Linked DNA regions of Rattus norvegicus: region 2 is linked to region 1. The links are chromatin contacts, called in public Hi-C maps. All regions are on one chromosome and are shown on one strand. The core of a region is the stretch at or near the end of the contact, and the rest is flanking DNA. Distances in the headings are between cores, read along the strand shown. Region 1 overlaps LOC102550524 (a long non-coding RNA gene). Region 2 overlaps Zcchc2 (zinc finger CCHC-type containing 2).

The links. A called contact is a pair of places that touch in the nucleus more often than the background predicts.
Region 2: a contact with region 1 is called in a Hi-C map of hepatocytes, with 1.9 times the contacts expected there. The contact joins two enhancer-like sites. A contact is called at or near these places in 7 of 12 Hi-C or Micro-C datasets (the Rat2 cell line, Schwann cells, frontal cortex and 4 more).

The regions. Positions count from the first base shown.
Region 1 is chr13:22,589,288-22,592,989 of GRCr8, reverse strand. It overlaps LOC102550524 (a long non-coding RNA gene), which reads left to right. Exons shown (of 6, transcript XR_010056964.1): 3 at 1-67; 4 at 533-701; 5 at 1,376-1,439; 6 at 2,773-3,407. Among named protein-coding and RNA genes, the nearest start is that of Zcchc2, 43 kb to the left of the region's middle. Within about 2 kb of position 1,414, at least 23 of the 93 cell types and tissues checked have an H3K27ac peak or open chromatin away from gene starts, as enhancers often do.
Region 2 is chr13:22,675,678-22,679,860 of GRCr8, reverse strand. It overlaps Zcchc2 (zinc finger CCHC-type containing 2), which reads right to left. Exons shown (of 14, transcript NM_001122677.4): 13 at 1,803-3,284; 14 at 1-830. The coding sequence ends at 763. Among named protein-coding and RNA genes, the nearest start is that of Zcchc2, 44 kb to the right of the region's middle. Within about 2 kb of position 2,815, at least 1 of the 93 cell types and tissues checked has an H3K27ac peak or open chromatin away from gene starts, as enhancers often do.

The DNA of each region.
Region 1 (3,702 bases), core at 165-2,664:
AGCCTATGAGGAACTGGAGCGGCCCTCCTGCTCTCACACCCTTGGGGCTGGCTCACCCTTGCCTCAGGTGAGGTGGGGGAAGGGCAGGGCTAACTGTCATGCTCTCCCAATGCCCTTGGGGGCTGGCTCATCCGTGCCGCCCCACCAGGGCCAACTCTACTGTGCTGCCTAGATGAGGCAGAGTGTGCTCTCTTGAGAGTTTAGTTGGCGCTGGACAGAGATAGCTCGCCTGGGCCCATGAACCCTTCTGTGGACTGCTTTCCCAACTGCCAGAGGTGGCGGGGGGGGGGGGCGTTGGGGGGGATGAAGGGCAGGACCTCTGTTCCCGTGCCATCCCATGGCAGATGCCTGGTAGGGTCAGCTCTCCCGCACCCTCCCACCGTGGCCAGCTGCACTGTGCTTTCTCAGTGAGATATAGGCCAGCTTTCCAGAGAACTGCATCCAGTGAGGGGCAAGGACAGTTAGGCACAACCCCTTGACATCCACATGGTCCCTGTGAGTGTCTCAAACAGGGTGTCCCTGTCTTCTATAGTGGTAATATGAGCCACGGACATCAGCCCCAACTCACGCTGCTTCGGAGCCACAGACTCTCACTTGGCTCTCAGTGGCAGCTCGGGTTGGGACCTCACCGTGACCTCAGGTGGCGCAACTGGCCGCTCACAACAGGCTCCTCCTCTCCACATGCTCATGCTGCTCCACAGGTGGGACTCCTCTCCATCTGACCACCATACATCGTGATGGCTCCTGTTGCAGGCTAGCCATGCAGCTGGTGGCCTCTGGGTGACATCCTCTATCCACGCTGTGCGTTGTGGCAGCAAGCAGGTGTCTATGGCCTGCCTGTGCCATGTGCGGGAGGGCAAGTGTGTGGGCGGCATGGCGGTCCACAGGTGTCCGTCTTCCTTCTCCTGTACAGCGCTGCCGCAGTTTGATTTAATTTGACTTTTCTGAGTCCTAGGCATAAGGCAACTTTAACCTTCAAGCCAGGCATCAAGCTAGGATGAACAAAATCCGCCATCTGACTGATATGAGAAGTCACCACCAACAAAGTGTTTGTCCATTGCCAGCGGGAATGGGGGTGGGGTGGGGGGAGGCCTGGGGCGCCACACACAGACTGACCGCGGACTCGGAAGGGGGGAAGGCAGGATGACTTGCTTCTTTTATGTCACAGTGGAAGTCACATTTTCTTCACTTGCTAGCCACCTCCTCACTCCTATTTGTCCTTTACATTTGATTTGTCCCATGTCCCACCCACTGGGGCCCTAAGGTTGATCACTGTAGGAACAGTCACAGCCCAGATGTCCTGAGGTCCCTGCGGTTGCGACATCCTATTAAGAAGACCGGCCTTACCAGGCCTCCCCCTCTGTTTTCTTTGTAGCAAAGGGAAGGTTTCCCTGTCCTGAATCACTTGCTCCTTTCCCGATAGCCCGAGGCACAGCCCGGTAAGTATGACATAGCTGTCTATTTTGTCTCCACACTCTGGCTATGCCTGGGTCTGTTAACTCAGTCAGCTGCCACAGCACTGCTCCCTCCAGATCTTCCTCCCCCTTGGTTTCTACATCTCCAGCCATTCCAGGTAGTGCAAGGAAAGGTTGTGTTTATCTGTGAGACACAGGCTAAGACAGACAGAGTAAAAGATGAAAAACATATATTTTGAACATACTGAGGTTTTTTAAAGTAGGTGCCACAATAAAATAAGGGAATTAACTATCTAACAGCAGAATCAGACAGTGTGGGAGGATATATGATTCTCTGCTTTATGAATAGTCCCCCTCCCCCATCCCTCAGCTCTGCTTTGGCTCACACTTTGGATCACTGTGTGGTAGGTAGTGCTTTGCACAGCTTGTTCTTAGTTTACGTGTCTATCTTCAGCGCAGTGCTCAGAAAACAACTGGTCTCAGTAAGACCGTATTAGCAGGAAGTAGTTAGGACTCAGTCAGAGCTTATTAATTACAGCGGGAGTTTTTGCTACACCACTCCGGCTCCTGGCGGGTTGCACATGCAAACCCACCCGGGAGCTATTTTTGTATCTGCAAATGAAAGACACACACACACACACACACACACGTTTATTTTTAATATGCCTTAACTAGCTCAGTGACTGGGCACTTCTAACCCTCACACAGCTAGCAGGTCCTTCCCTCTGGTACTCCTGCCTCAATACCTTCTAAATCTATTTTAACTTTGCTGCCCTATTACCTTCTGTGAAGCCCATTGGGTTTTGCTGCCCAAGATGCTTCTGGGCAGCCCTTCCAGGGCCCACTTTTCCTCTACTCTTACATTTTAGATGATCTCCCCTCCGCAGCTCTAAATCTGTCTGTCTCTCCTGGGTCAGTGCGATATCTCTTGTGCCTTACCCCTCCGCCTGCACCCCTCCCCCCGCCCCACTCTTAGGGTCCCGCCCAGTTTCCCTTTGCCCAGCCATTGGCCACACAGTAACCAAATCCAGCCTAGGGGCAGGCTTCCTTTAGTCAGTGTGTAGGACACTGCAAACAGGTTTTGGGAGAACACAATTCGCAAGAGAACACCAGCCGCTACAATTAGTAGGATAGAAGAGGGAATTATTTCTGAAAGACAGAAAGAGTGAGTTGGAATCTCGAAAACATTAACCAGAGAGTGCAGAGAGGTTCCCAGGGTGGTCTCCTGTAGCCATGTTATATTTTGCCTCTGACTTTTGAAAAAGTATCGAACCCAGCACATTAATGGGGGAGGGGGCTGAGTGGAGCTGGGATGAGAATTCGGATGCCGAATTAGAGCAGTGCTCTTCATCCTCAGATTCCTTTTCGCTGTAAGGATGAAGACAAGTTCAACTAATCACCAAACGTGAACGAGTGTGAACAGCTTTTGAATTGCCACAACCATCTTGGTGATTTTCTTCTGTAAATATAACCCACTTTCCGGATATGCAAGCCACTCTTGCTCAGAGGCCAAGCAAATGCTCTCCGTAGTGACCCAGCATTAGCATGTGAGCTTCAAGCATGCTCCAAGCAAAAGAATAAACATAAACAGATAATTTAGTAGGAACTGCAAGAAAAGGGGCTTTCCCATCATCACCGCACATCATCAAACAGGGAAGAGACACTCAGCATGTCAGAGACCAGTGCTCCTCCAACACCCATGAGAAAGCCTACCAAGTGTGCAGACAATGAGCTGTGGCATTCTGCTTTTGCCACAATTAGCAGAACGCGTCAGTAAAAGATTTCCCAAAGGGTTAGTATCCCATTAGTGTGGAGAAAGACTGGATTCAAGATTTTTATATCTCTTGAAACAGATGGTTATAATTTAAGCTTCACGAAATATGGGTGGTGGAGGCGGGGGTGGGGAGGCAATCAGAAAACCTGAAAGTCCCAGTTTCTTGTTTTCCAGGGCAAAGCCTGCAGGATGATTGTATAAATAGTTCTAAGACTCTCGTCTGCTTTTTTTTTTTTTTCTTCTTCTTCTTCCTTCCTGGAGATAGTCTGCAGAGTGTCTGTCTGGACACATCGAATGGCTAGCCAGATGGCATTTCCAGATCACTTTTTCTAGAAGCCCAAGATCTCCTCAGATACAATGACACGATCTCAAGCTGATGCAGGGAAGCCATGGAATGAATCAGGGGGTGGGGGGAATAAGTTACAGGAAACACATGTAATTTTAAAAGCAACAGTTGAGGGCAAGACTAGAAAAATCATGTGCCTATTGGATCTGCCACAACTCTTCCATGGC
Region 2 (4,183 bases), core at 1,566-4,065, 85 kb before region 1:
CTCTCAGAAGTGTGATGGAAGGAAACACTGTTTTCACTCAAGGAAAGCCTGTCTGTCCCGTGTGTGCCTTCCCGAGTCTGGCTTCCTCTCTCCCATTTGTTCTCAGGTTATTTGGACAGGTGCTGCATATGTGTATTTACGTGGTGCTTTTGTGACATATGTACATACTTCTTGGGACTCTGATGTCTAAAATTTACGGTGACACGTGTTGCCCTTGGTTCAGACTCAGAGCAGGTTACAGAAGTGTGACAAGGACGCGCTGAGCACCCTCGCTGCAGGCTAGGGAGAAGGGTGGCTGGAAGAGACATGGGCTCAGGGTCAAAGTGAGGAAAGCCAGAGGAAGAAAACCATACGACTGTTACCAGTGTTGTGGAAACAAATAAGGTCAGATACACAGTTTAAAGATTCAGTAAACACTGCACACAGCAAGTGTTCAGTGTAAAGAAAGCACACATCGACGGTTTCCGTTTGAGTTTGTCTGAAATTGAAGTTACGAGTGTCAAACATGAAAGCCGGCTGTCGGCACAGGAGAGCAGCCGGCTGTCGGCACAGGAGACCAGCCGGCTGTCGGCACAGGAGACCAGAGGCTCAGCGCGTTGCGCTCTTTCTTATGTGGACACAGGCAAAAGAGAAATGAAAACTCCCAACTGCATAGAAATTGAGGAAATGTACAGACAAAGAGACAAAATACCTTTCCTTTCCTCCCCTCCACACCCATGACTCCCCACACGTGAGTGCATTAAGCAGGCAAGCTTTACTCGGTCAGTCTGCAGAATCCAACGTATCATTAGAAGGGGGGAGGGGAGGTGCGTATCTCAGTCTGTAAGTGCCTAAAACAGGAAAGACAGAACGGCTAAGTCACCGCTTATGACTGCACGCATCACAAACCACTACACAGACTGCAAATGAGCATGCTTTCAAAGGCTTTCCTCAGCACTAGCTCCAGTCCAAAACAGCAAGTCAATTACTCTCACAAAAGAATGGGCAGCTTGAGCTTATGCACAACCTACAGCTGATCAACTGCACTTTCCTCTGAGGACGCCTGATTAACACGCCCGTTTCAGGACAGTTCTCAGCTAAGATCTGGCACAACGACAAAGGGCAAACGCAAAAGAACAGAACCTGGTCCCTTCCCCACACCTAGTAAAGTGCATCTTTTTCTTCTGCTCTTAGTACTCTTCAAATTCACTCCTTTCCTAACTCACAAACTCGTGTTCACAAAGCTTCGTGGCTGTAAGGATTCAATGGCGTCTTAGATTTTTGCCTCGTGTACAGAATCAACGGGCAGCAGGGGCTCAGATGTGAGACAGCTGTGCAGACTCTAACCTGACTCCAAACCATGAATGCCGGCTGGTAACTAGCTCACATGCCGAGTAACGAGCTCGCATTGTAGCTGTCAGTATTTAACCATCCTGCTTCCCATATGGAAAAGGACTCTCTTAAACTACAGCCCTGCAAGCAGGGGACTAACATTACAGAATGTACACTCTGTGCTGTTCCCTGAGTCTGGACAGGTACCTCTGCCGTTCACTTCTTAGTGACAACCTAAACTTCCTTAGCCCTTACTCAGAGACCTCGTGACCTGGGCTTCTCTATGCTGGGCTTCTCTGGCTGGGTTTTGGACCTTCCCTGTGCTCTGTGACCTGGGTCTACACTGAGTTTCTCTGGCTGCATTTTGTCACTGAAAATACAACCTCTGTAAACAAACACACACATACGGATCTTTCTGCTAAGACAGTATCACATAATCAAGAAGAAACTGGGAACTCAAAAACAAGTCCTCTGGGAGTGAGTGGGATTACCTTGCTGATTGGCCTCCATGGATGACTGCTTACAGTCTTGTGCATAGTGTCCGCTTACACCACAATTGTAACAAGAGACACTCCCGTTCTTCTTGGGCCCAGAACCACTGGTGTTGGCAACTACATTAGGTGCTGGATATACGGGGTACAATCTCCCAAATCCTGCCATCTGCTGCATACCATAGCTGGCTTGGCTCCCCATGACTGGGTCATGCACCAGTCCATTTGCATATGGAGTCTGAGGCAGAAAAAAAGGAAGTTGGTTTCCATTGCTCTGATGTGCTTGGTTGAGGTAGCTGCCATTGCAAATGGATGGCAGAGTGAAGAATGATGGGAGTCGGTACATTGGTCCAGGCATGGGGTTGGGATAATAGTAACTATTTAGCTGAAGGTTTCCATTGGTCCCACAGCTGCACCTTCGCCCACAAGAACCACAGGGACCCAGAGGCTGTGGTGGCACTATGGTGCTGTTAGCATTCGTGTTCCCCACAGCACTGATGTAAGACGTGCTGTCACTCTGTGCAGTACTGTGTGTCAAGGCAGGGCTGGGGCTTGGGGCAGGGCCTGGGGTGTGAGTAGGAACAGCAGGAGGAACTGTGGATTGGGCTGGACTGATGCCTGTACTTGCTGGCTGGGCAGAAGTGGCTGTGTTGAGCACAGTGGAATTCTGGGTGGGTAGCACACTGGCGGCAAGGGGTGAGCCTGGAAAGGTGTAGGAAGCTGGTGGCTGTGCAGCTGAGAGGCCAGCTGCTGGAAGAACTACCTTCACATTGTTCGGCTGAGGGACTGTCCCCGTGTTTCCCTCAATCTGAGGCACCATTTGATTTAGTCCTACCACTTGGGATGCAGATTTTGTGATGGGATCCGTGGCAGCCACAGGAGATCCTGGGAAAGCCCCTGGGTTATGGACAGGAATCAAGGCAGTGTTTGGTGATCCGATGCTCAGCCTTGTGGCTGCTTGTTGTGGGATATTAACTGGGCAATTCTCAGACGCTCCCTGTGGTGGTTGTAATTTTAGACTCTGTAGCGTCAGCTGCAAAGCAGGAGCACTGCTGTGTGGGAGGAAGGGTGACGGGATAGGTAAAGGGGAAGCTAACAATTCAAGGTGCTTCTCTGACTCCCCAGAAGCTGCTGGGCCTAGGATGCCAACCGGGGCCGCATTTGTGGACTCCATCATTGTAGAAATAGCCACAGGGTTAGGGACAAGCACCCCTACGGCTTTGCCGTCTGCAGATTTGGGCGACGGAATGACAACTTCTGACTTCTGGGCACCGTTGTGCATGACACAGGGTAGAGTTGGCATGAAGGGAATATGTGGGTACTTGTGTGAGGTCAACGGAGCTTCCAAAAGGTTCCCATTCTCAGTTCCCAGTGAGACGGTGTCAGCAGGCGGCTGGACAGAGACGGTCTGGGTGACAGAGCCATGGCCTGCAAACCTGGCTGACGATGGATTCCCAGAGTCTTCAGAATTGCTGTCTGTATCTACAGAAGACATGCAAATGCAGGTAAACCCAGGCTGAACTCCTATTTTCACATTAGAACTAAAAGCTAGGTCTATTCAGAATTAACTCTCAAGTTTGCAATGCTTCCTCGATCGCATTTCCTGACTGCCCCTGCTACTGCGTCTCATCTCCGGCTGGTAGTGTGCTCTAAGGAAAACAATACCAAGGCTACTGGTGATCCACTTAATTCTGTGCCACCAAACCTGAGTTTAAATTTATTCCATAAATGATTCGGTTTAAGTAGTTTGATCAGGAGAACACTGAGCTCCAATGGTTTAGGCTAGAGATGGAATTAGTACTTGTACCGCATACTCAACAGGGAGCATGTAAAGCTCCACCATTAGTCCTACGATGATTACACCACAGGGACACAAGAGCCAGAGTGGAGAAGGAAGCACCACTACTTCTCACCACCACACGACAGACAGACACTAAACTGCTCTGCACCGCACCACGGTGCACACAAAAGCCTCCCCAGCTTCCAGTCAGGGCAGAGGAGTCGGGACATCTGACATAGTAAACAGGAAAACTGCTGCCCTGCCGTGTCCAGAGCTCAGAGCTGGGTGTCATGCCTACAGTAAGACTCTTTCTGCTCACAAATTAAGCTGGCTTAACTTGAGGCACGTTAAAGAGTGTTTGCATTCACAAAGGCAAGACTGGCCATGCATGGCTGGCAAGAATAAGCATTCCTCAAATAAGAGCACTCCTACAGAAAGGCTAACAGACCCCAGTGACACGGAAGATCCAGTGCTGTGAGCTGAACTGCCTCAATCTATCCAGGGAGCTTAAGTGAATGAGTGAATGCTGAGAGCAAACACGCCCCTGAGAGAGAGATCATTACACTACTTATATTCAACTTCATAGAAGAGAGGAGTCATA